Regions from separate parts of the Sus scrofa genome. Here region 1 is linked to region 2. A link is a contact called in public Hi-C data. All regions are on one chromosome and are shown on one strand. The core of a region is the stretch at or near the end of the contact, and the rest is flanking DNA. Distances in the headings are between cores, read along the strand shown.

Evidence for each region. A called contact is a pair of places that touch in the nucleus more often than the background predicts.
Region 1: a Hi-C map of embryonic fibroblasts shows a contact between it and region 2, with 3 times the contacts expected there. The contact joins the promoter of YPEL1 here to the promoter of ZNF70 in region 2. A contact is called at or near these places in 1 of 5 promoter capture datasets (fetal skeletal muscle) and 2 of 47 Hi-C or Micro-C datasets (both in embryonic fibroblasts).

Annotation. Positions count from the first base shown.
Region 1 is chr14:50,188,651-50,193,304 of Sscrofa11.1, forward strand. It overlaps YPEL1 (protein yippee-like 1), which reads left to right and starts at 1,991. Exons shown (of 5, transcript XM_003132989.4): 1 at 1,991-2,168.
Region 2 is chr14:49,926,662-49,931,381 of Sscrofa11.1, forward strand. It overlaps ZNF70 (zinc finger protein 70), which reads left to right and starts at 3,075. Exons shown (of 2, transcript XM_013983166.2): 1 at 3,075-4,662. VPREB3 (pre-B lymphocyte protein 3) reads left to right here. Exons shown (of 2, transcript XM_001929470.5): 1 at 1-1,744; 2 at 2,417-2,901. The coding sequence starts at 1,696. The coding sequence ends at 2,733.

The sequences.
Region 1 (4,654 bases), core at 741-3,240, 260 kb after region 2:
GTGTGGCCCTAAAAAGAAGAAAAATAAAGGAAAAAATATTTGGAAGGCACTGGTCAGTGGTCAGAGAGGTCAGTGTGCATCAGAGTCACACAGAGGACAAGATCCTTGCAAAAAAGGGCCAATGAGCTGACAGGCCAGGGCACTGGCGGAGTCCTCCAAGATTCGGGTATATACCTCAGTCACTTTGATTCTAAGGGAGAACTGTGTCTCCAAGAAGGAAGGTAGGAACCATAATGCAAAGAATAACGGCAAATTGGGAGTTCCCTGATGGCTCAGTAGGTTAAAGATCTGGCACTGTCACTGCTGTGGCTCTGATCACTGCAGTGGTGCCATTTCAATCCCTGGCCAGGGAACTTCTGCACATCTTGGGAAAAAAAATATCTGCAAAAACAGAAAAAAGCAGGATACAAAATTATATAAACTATGGCTCACATCAAAACGAGGATTTCTTTTTTCAAGAAAGGAGTGGCTGAGAAAATATATTTGCAATGGAAAACCAACTAAATGTTAAGGAGTTCCTGTCGTGGTGCAGCGGAAAGGAATCCGACTAGGAACCATGAGGTTGTGGGTTCCATCCCTGGCCTCGCTCAGTGGGTTAATGATCTGGCATTGCTGTGGTGGTGTAGGCCGGCAGCTGTAGCTCTGATTAGACCCCTTGCCTGGGAACCTTCATATGCCGTGGGTGCTGCCCTTAAAAAAAAAAAAGAAAGAAAAGAAAAAAGAGTTCTTGTCGTGGCACAGTGGTTAACGAATCCAACTAGGAACCATGAGGTTGCGGATTCGATTCCTGGCCTTGCTCAGTGGGTGAAGGATCCGGCGTTGCGGTGAGCTCTGGTGTAGGTCGCAGACGCAGCTCGGATCCCGCGTTGCTGTGGCTGTGGCTGTGGCCGGCAGCTACAGCTCCAATTGGACCCCTAGCCTGGGATCCTCCATATGCCGCGGGAAGCGGTCCTAGAAAAGGCAAAAAAAAAAAAAAAAAAAAAAAAAATCAACTAAAAGTTAATATTTAAAACAATCTAAGGAATTCTGAAATTCAGAAGAAAAAAGAAACTCAGTTGGAAATTGAAGGAGACCTGAAAGGCTTAATAGTTAATGAAGAGATGCTGACACTCCTTTGAGGAACCAGCTTCAAGACCCTGTGCGGCGGGCTTGTGGAAACATAGCCGCTCTCTAACAGTGAATCAGAGCTCACCCAAGCCACCGAGAGCCGTGCAGATACATTGTATCCTAAAAAGGAAAGAAGCTTCAAGGGTGCTACCATGTAAAAAATGGTATCTACACTGTGACCTCGACGGTGCGCGATGGTGGTGCTGACGACGTGATTTAAACACCAATCTAGGGAGAAAGGCTTTGGGACCCACACGAAGACCGCCAGGGAGGCCTGGGGGACGGAGTGCGGTTAAGGGGCAGACGGAGCTGCCGGGCCAAGGGCTTCCCGTCAGGCCAGGTGCGCAATCCGAGGCGCTCAAGTCCAGCGGCTCCGAGCGAACTAGAGGGGGTCTGGGCAGGCGACGCGGAGGACTCGCTCCGGGATGGGGTGGCCAAGGGGTCCGGCCAGGAAGCCCCACTCGCGCCCCAGGTTCCCAGTCCTCTCGGCCAACGCACGAATGTCGGGAAAAGCGGGTGACCGGGGCCTTTCCGGGGTGCGAAGTCCCCACCGCCCGAGACCCGTGCAGGCGGATCGCCCAACCCAAGGCAATCCGCGCCGGCGCGCTGAGCTCCTCATTGAGCCCGCCCCACCAGGCCCCACCCCGCGCCCCTCGACCCTCACAGGCTGGGTCCGAGGACGCGCTCCGCCGGCAGGCCAATGGGAGCGCGGCGCGCCCCGGCGCACGTGCGCCCCGCCCCGCCCTGCAGAGGGCTAGCGGGCCGAGCTACAGGAGGAGGCGCGCCGGGGCGGGGCCGGGGCTGGGCTGCGGCGGGGCCGGGCGCTGATTGGCCGGTGCCGCGCTCCGAGGCCGTTAACGGCGGCGCGGCGGGGCCGCAGCTCCAAAACAAAGGGCAGGCGGCCCGCGGGCGGCGGCGGCGGGGATGTCTCGCGCGCGGCCCAGGCGCCAACCGCCGCAGCGCGTCCCGGGCCGCGCCGGGCCCTCCGGAGAGCCGCGCCCGCGCTGAGCGAGGCCGTGCCGATGGGCGCTGCGGGCCGGGGCGCGGACCGGCGGGCGGCCGTGAGTAGGGCGGGCCGGGGGTGCTCACCGGGCGTCGTTGGGCTGGTTGGAGGGCGGCGGGACCGGGAGCGTCTCCCCCGTTCTCTCTCCCCCTGACCCGGAGAAGGGATGGAAGGAGCTCCGCGCCCGATGGTAATAGGCTTTTCCCTCTAGAAAAAGGTCTCGACTGGGGAGGGAAATGAGGACAAAAGAGGCCTCCCGGCGAGTTCATGGCAAAGGGGGCGTTTCGAGTTCCCCACGTGAAGGTCGAGGCCGAAGTGAAACGCTCGCCTTCGTCCACCACTTGTGGCACCACCAGGGCTCTGTGGGTGCGAAGCTTGCACAGCCTAAGCTCCCCAAAACCGTGGTCCCTCCCCCGGGCCTGCCTCCTGCGGGCGCTGGAGCTCTAGGGAGGGAAGATGGGACGATGCCTCAGAGGAATCAGTGTCCCCGCCCCCGAGCTTTTTCTGTTCGGTTGCATTTTTTCTTCCTTTCTCGCCGCGAAACACACCCCTCAACCTGTTGTTTCCTTTACCAGGAATGGTACTCTTTCTACCTTCCAGTCCCTCTTTCTGCTAAACTACCTGAGCTTACCTCCTCTGGGGATCAGTTTCAGGTGTGTCACCTGCGCACGCTCCAGCCTCCCCCCTGCTCTAGGAGATGTGGCAGGAGTCTGCTCCATCCCCGTGTGGAGTTTTGTAATCCTTCCCTGCTTCCCCAAGCCCTGGCCGTGGGCTTTGGTCTGAGGGGTGCTAATTCTGAGCCTTTGGGCACCCCCTACCCACCGCCCTCCCCTTGCATCCCACGGAGCTAGAGTTATTCCACGGTGGGAACCCCTCATCCAGGACCTGGGGAATCCATGTCTTACCGCAGCTGTAGCACAGGGCCTGGCCTGATTGGGCAAATGATCTTAATTACCAATCTGATTAATAGTCTCTGATTTTTTATTTATTGGAGTATAGTTGACTTACTGTATTGCTATATTAGTTTCAGGTGTACAGTAAAGTGAATCAGATATTTAAATTTATTTTAGTCTTTTTTTAGGGCCACACCCCTGGCATATGGAGGTTCCCAGGCTAGGGGTCCAATCGGATCTGTAGCCGCCAGCCTATACCACAGCCACAGCGACGCGGGATTGGAGCGGCTTCTGACACCTACACTACAGCTCAAGGCAACGCCGGATCCTCAACTCACTGAGCAAGGCCAGGGGTCAAACCCATGTCCTCATGAATGATAGGTTCATTAACTGCTGAGCCACAAAGGGAACTCAGATATATCAATTTAGATATTCATTCTTTGTCCCCATAGTTTTTCTGACTTTAAATATTGGTTTTGTTTGTTTTTTTATTTCTTGGGCCGCTCCCGCGGCATGCGGAGGTGAGGTTCCCAGGCTAGGGGTCGAATCGGAGCTATAGCTGCTGGCCTACGCCAGAGCCACAGCAACGCAGGATCCGAGCCAAGTCTATAACCTACACCACAGGTCACGGCAACGCCGGATCCTTAACCCACTGAGCAAGGGCAGGGATCGAACCCGCAACCTCATGGTTCCTAGTCGGATTCGTTAACCACTGAGCCACGACGGGACTCCTTTAAATATTGTTTTGGAATAACTTTTGATCTAGATGAAAGTGGCAAAGATAGTACAGATAGTCCCAACGTTCCCCACACCCAGTGTCCCCATTGTGACTGCCCCACATTGCCATGGTGTGTTTGCCAAAACTAAAAACTGATAAAGATACATTCTTTAAACTCCAAGCAATATTTTTTCCACTTTTGAAGAACTAAAATTTATAAAACTCTTTATATTGAGAGCCGTGTTCCTGTCTGTCTGATTCCTACCTCCTCCACTAGGTTCCATCAGAACCCTCTGTCAGGGGGACAGTGGTGGGGGTGGAGGGAGCAAGGGACTTGTCATGGTGGTTTCAGTGTCTTTCTCTCCCTGGAAGACTGATGAGTGGAAAATAGTTTCAAAGGTACAGAAGCAGAAATCTTGCTTTAAAACCATTCATCTTTAACACTCTTCATTTGAGAATCACTTGGTTTTAACTCTTTAGAAAGTATTTAGATTTGCTAATCAGTGAAACCTCCAGGGAGTGAATGGAAATTTTGACAAGAGAATTGAGGGGAGGATGGAGAAAGTTCTGGGTTCTGGGGAAAGCAGTGTGAGTGGGATTCCGGAGAGAAGTCGAGAGGACGAGGTCCAGTTGACTGCTGGGTGACATCCCTCCTGTAATAGCACCAGGTCTGCTGAAAGCGTGTTGGAAGGCGATAGAAAAATGAAATCACGGAGCCAAGCTTCATCATACCTGGGAAGGGACCCCTGCTCTGGCACCTGCAGAGCCTCCGAACCAGGGTCCCCATGGGGTTTGTGAGGCATTGAGGCATCTTGCCAGCCCTTTGCCAAAGTGACAGCATCGTGACACCTGGTGTGATTCTCTGGGTCACCATAGGCCTTACCCCCATTTTACAGGTCCGGTACCCACTCAGCTCCTTCTCAGTCTTGTCCC
Region 2 (4,720 bases), core at 1,825-4,324:
GTCAAGTTTATGGAGGTATGATTTGCATACAATAAAATTCACCCTTTTGGGCAGTTGCATATAGCTCAGTGAGTTAAGGATCCAGTTACTGCAGTGGCTTGGGTTGCTGCTGTGGCACGGATTTGACCCCTGGCCCGGGAATGTACAAATTTTCCCTTTTTAGTGTTTTTACTTAATTTGTTTTTTATTTATTTTCTTTTTAGGTCCACACTGCAGCATATGGAAGTTACCAGGCCAGGGGTTGAATTGGAGCTGCAGCTGCTGGTCTATGGTACAGCCACAGCAACACTGGATTGGAGCCGCATCTGTGACCTATGCTGCAGCTCAAGGCAATGCTGGACCCTTAACCCAATGAGCGAGGCCAGGGATCAAACCTGCATCCTCATGAATACTAGTCAAATTCTTAATCCACTGAGCCACAACGGGAACTCCCTTTTAGTGTTTTCAGAGTTGTGACAAATCTCATGGAGCCATCACCACAGCCAGGATACAGAACATTTCTCCCCAGAATTCACCACTAGCCCCCTGGCAAGCGCCACAGTGTTCCCTGCCACCCCCCTGCTTCTTCCAGACTGTCACAAAGAGGGACGCACGCTGACAGTGGAGCCTTTTGGGTCCAGCTACCTTCGCTCAGCTCCATGTGTGAGATTCACCCGGGGTTGGTGGTGGTGTCAATGATTCCTTCCTCATTGCTCAGGAGGGTCCCACTGCCTGGAGGTGTCATGGTCTGTGGACCCAGTCACTGGTTATTCAGGATTGTTCCCTGTTTGGGGTGATTATGAATCAAGCCAGACCAGACCCTCGCCTGCAGGTCTCTGGGTGAAGAGACATTTCCATTTCTCTCTGGTAAACCCCGAGAGAGGGATTGTAGGTCGTAAGACGAGAGTTTGTTTAACTTTGTAAGAAACTGCCGGTGTTCTCCAGCATGCTGCACCAGCTTCTATTGGCCTGGTGTGGTTGTGGCTGTGCCTCCAGGATTCCTGTGCAGCTGGCCTCAGCTGCTTGCACAGGCAAAGAGGGAGGCGAGAAGCTCTGCTCACAGGCTAGTGCCAGGATGAAATGCAGTACCCTCTGCCTTTTTTTTTTTTTTTTTTTTTTTTGCTTTTTAGGGCCACACCCGTGGTGTATGGAAGTTCCCAGGTCAGGGGTCAAATTGGAGCTACAGTTGCCCCCGCACAGCAATGCCAGATCTGAGCTGCATCTGCAACCTACACCATAGCTCACGGCAAAGCCAGATCCTTAACCCACTGAGCAGAACCCTGGATCGAACCCCCATCCTCATGGATACCAGTCAGGTTTGTTACCACTGAGCCACAATGTGAATGCTAGGAAATGTTCTAAATCTCGGTCTAGGTAGAAGCTGCAGGGATATGTATACATTACATATAATCATCAAGCCATACGTTTTAAGATGTGTGCCCTTTACTGTGTAAGCTACATCTCAATGAAAAGCAGCCACCTGCTATAACTGCACATGTGGATTTCCAGGCTTCTGTTCTCAGAAGACCCTGTGGGGCCAGGGCTCTGACATTTGGGAAGATAGGGTCTGGCCGCTGGTCCCCAGCACCGCCCCTCCTAGCCTGTCAGTGGGCTGATTTGCATGCCCTGTTGAGGTCCAGTGGCCTCCCCTGTGTGCCCTGAAGCACCTGGAGCCTCCCAACTCAAGGACTCCTACCTGCCTCCCAGCCTCCAGCTATGGCCTGCTGGCACCTGGCCCTCCTTCTGATTGGGGTCCTCCTGGAAGGTAAGCCCCTCCTGGTCCTAACTCACCTGGGGGGTGGGGGGAGTGGGAGATGGCACATTGGCTTTAGAAGCCCTCTGCTAGGAAGCAAATCCATGTGGGCAGTGAGTAGGGTTCTGGAAGGGGCAGGGGGAACGGGGGGAGGGAACTGACTACAGATGGCTCTGTCCTAGAACTGTGGTGGGTCACTTTGGGTGGGCCTCAGTTTCCCCACTGGTGAATGATCAGATGGCTAGGGTCCCCAGACTCTGGGGTCTCAGAGACCAGTCACCTTTTGAGTTTTTCAGAAGGAAATCTAGTGTGAGCTGTTCCCTACCCCACACGGACAAGAGGCTTCTTGGGGGTGGTCAGTCTGTAGCCGGGGTTTGGAAGAGCCAGTGTGATCAAAGCTATAGGGGACTGCAGAACAAGGGATGAGGCTGGGCAGCAGAAGGACCCAGAGGCCACCAGTCCCACCCTCTGAGATCTGAATCCTAAACTGAACATGGATCCTTGGGAACATGGCACTAATGGGGGCCTAGGGGTTGCCAATTCTGTGCCCCACCCAGTGTTGATCCCATGGCACCGGGCCGTGAGTTTTGGAATCAGATTCTCCTGGAGTCTGACCAGGGCTTTGTGGGGCAGGGGCAGGAGGGAAGGGCCCAGGCCGGGTCTGAGTGTGTCTGTCTTTCTTAGTCTCCCAGCCGGCCCTGGCCCAGCGGAACTCACTGCTGGTCTTCCCAGGCCAAGTGGCCCAACTCTTGTGCATGCTCAGCCCCCGTCATGCCACCGTTGGGGACTACGGCGTGTCTTGGTATCAGCAGCGGGCAGGGAGTGCCCCCCGCTTGCTCCTCTACTACCGCTCAGAGGAGGACCACCACCGGCCCCCTGACATCCCTGATCGCTTCTCAGCAGCCGCGGATGCCGCCCATAACTCCTGCATCCTGACCATCAGCCCTGTGCAGCCTGAGGATGACGCCGATTATTACTGCTTCGTAGGCATCAAATCATAGGGGGGGATGTGGGATGAGTGCCTCCCATCTGCCTTCTGCTTCTTTCCTGACCCTGGGACCCTATCTTTCCCTGAGCCTTGATTTTCCTCTTCTGTAAAATGGGATAACAATATTCAACATGTCAAAAATAACTATTCAAAAAAAAACAAAAACAAAAACAAAAAACTATTCATGAGATCCTTGCTGAAAAAGTGACTGTGGTTGGTCTGGGAGTATGGGGTAGGGATTCTGGGGGTTGTTGCAGAAGAGGAAGCATCTAAGACCCCTGGGGTGGTGCCCAGCATCCCCACAGGCCCCAGGGGGCTCAGGCTGGTGGCTCTTGCCTTTCTGTGACTGGAAGAGCTGGAGTGAGAGAAAAAGGAACCAGCCCTTGCAGGTCCTGGCTCTGCATGGCTGCTTGTGGTCCAACGCTCACAGGGTGACTGGACTGGGTCCTGTCGATTTAAAAAACATGCACAACCTAAAAGTTGAGAGTTCAGTTTTATTTGGGGCTAAATGAGGACTATAGTCAGACAGGCAGCATTTCAGATAGCTCTGAGAAACTGCTCCAAAGAGGCGAGGGGGAAGGTCAGTATATGTGTGATTTTGGTGAAGGGGGAGGTACATGCAATCAAGCACGCGTTTTACAGAAGGTCGCTGCTGGTCTCCTGAAGGTTATTATTGCTAGTCACGAGGAGCAGATGTCACCACGAAGAATTTTAGTGCTTTTCTAGATACGAGGAGATGCAAAAACTGGGCTCATAAAGTCTGAAAATATCTAACTATCTGAAGGTTTGTTCTACTAGTTTTCTCAGAGCACGTAGTGCCTCCCTCCTGATCACCCTGGGCTTCTCTCAGAGGGGTGTTGAGGGTCCGCAGCTGCAGTGGCTCATGATTCAGTCTGTAGAAGTAAACGGCAAATGCCAGTTTCCAGTCTACAGTCCCCATTGAGCCCAGGCTCCCAGCTTAGGCGAGGTAGCCCCTACCTATGCCTGGGTGGGGCTGGGAGGCGGTGTGAGTCGAGGGTGGGGGGCACTCAGAGGCACCTGAGGGCCAGGATGGAACGTGCTGAAGGCCGGTGGGCAGATGGCAGGGGCCCTCCACTGGGACCGTGTGTTCTAGCGGTTTCCTGTGATAGGGCCCTGGCCCCTAGGGAGGCTCTCCCTCAGCGGGCAGTCTGCACCTGAGCACTGGTGGGCGGGGAGGGTGAAAGGGGCAAGTCTTGCCATCAGAAGCAGAACTGAGCTCTGGGAGTGGGTGGGGGCGGAAGAACACACCCCTCTTCCCTCCCCATTCTCCTAAGAGGCGCCGCCTGAACGGAGATCATCCCTCAGATGCACTGAGTTAAGGTCTCGGGGGTCCAGAGAGGGTCCCGCCTAGGCTCCCAGCCATCTCCTGGACTCTCACCGGGTCCTTCTCATCTGTCTCTGTGGGTACGGGGTGGGCTGGCAGGAACAGGACTCCCCACGAAAGGAGGATGAACCCCAGCAGGACCCCGGCCCTGTGCGAGGTGACGGGCTCCGCAGCCCTGGGACGCCTGCCCTTCTTCCGGGGACACCAGGCGCCCCAAGGCCTCTGGCCGGCCCCACCGCCAGGGCAGGTGCCTGGGAGCCGGCTGCCCCTCCCGGCCTATTTCCTCCCCTGCGTTCCCGCCAAGGGCTGCCCAGCCTGGAGGTGCCGGGAAGCCGCCCGGAGCCCCCGCGCTGCGGCGAACCGTCCCGGCGCGCTACGCGGTGGGACCAGCGAGACGCGGGCCTCCGCGATGCCTAGAGCGGTCCCGGAAGTGCCGCGGGCAGGGGCGGGGCTCGGGCGCTCGGGCCGCCGCGGGTTTAGAGTCAGCAGCCGCAGCCGAGCGAGGCCACGGCCGCGGGCAGGAGCTGCTCGGGTGCGGCCCCGCCCCGCCCGCCCGCGGCCCCGCCCCCGCCAGGTGAGCGGCCCCGCCCCGGCCAGGTGAGCGTACCCGCCCGGGCCCAGGTGAGTGGCTCTGCGGCAGCCAGTGTAACCACCT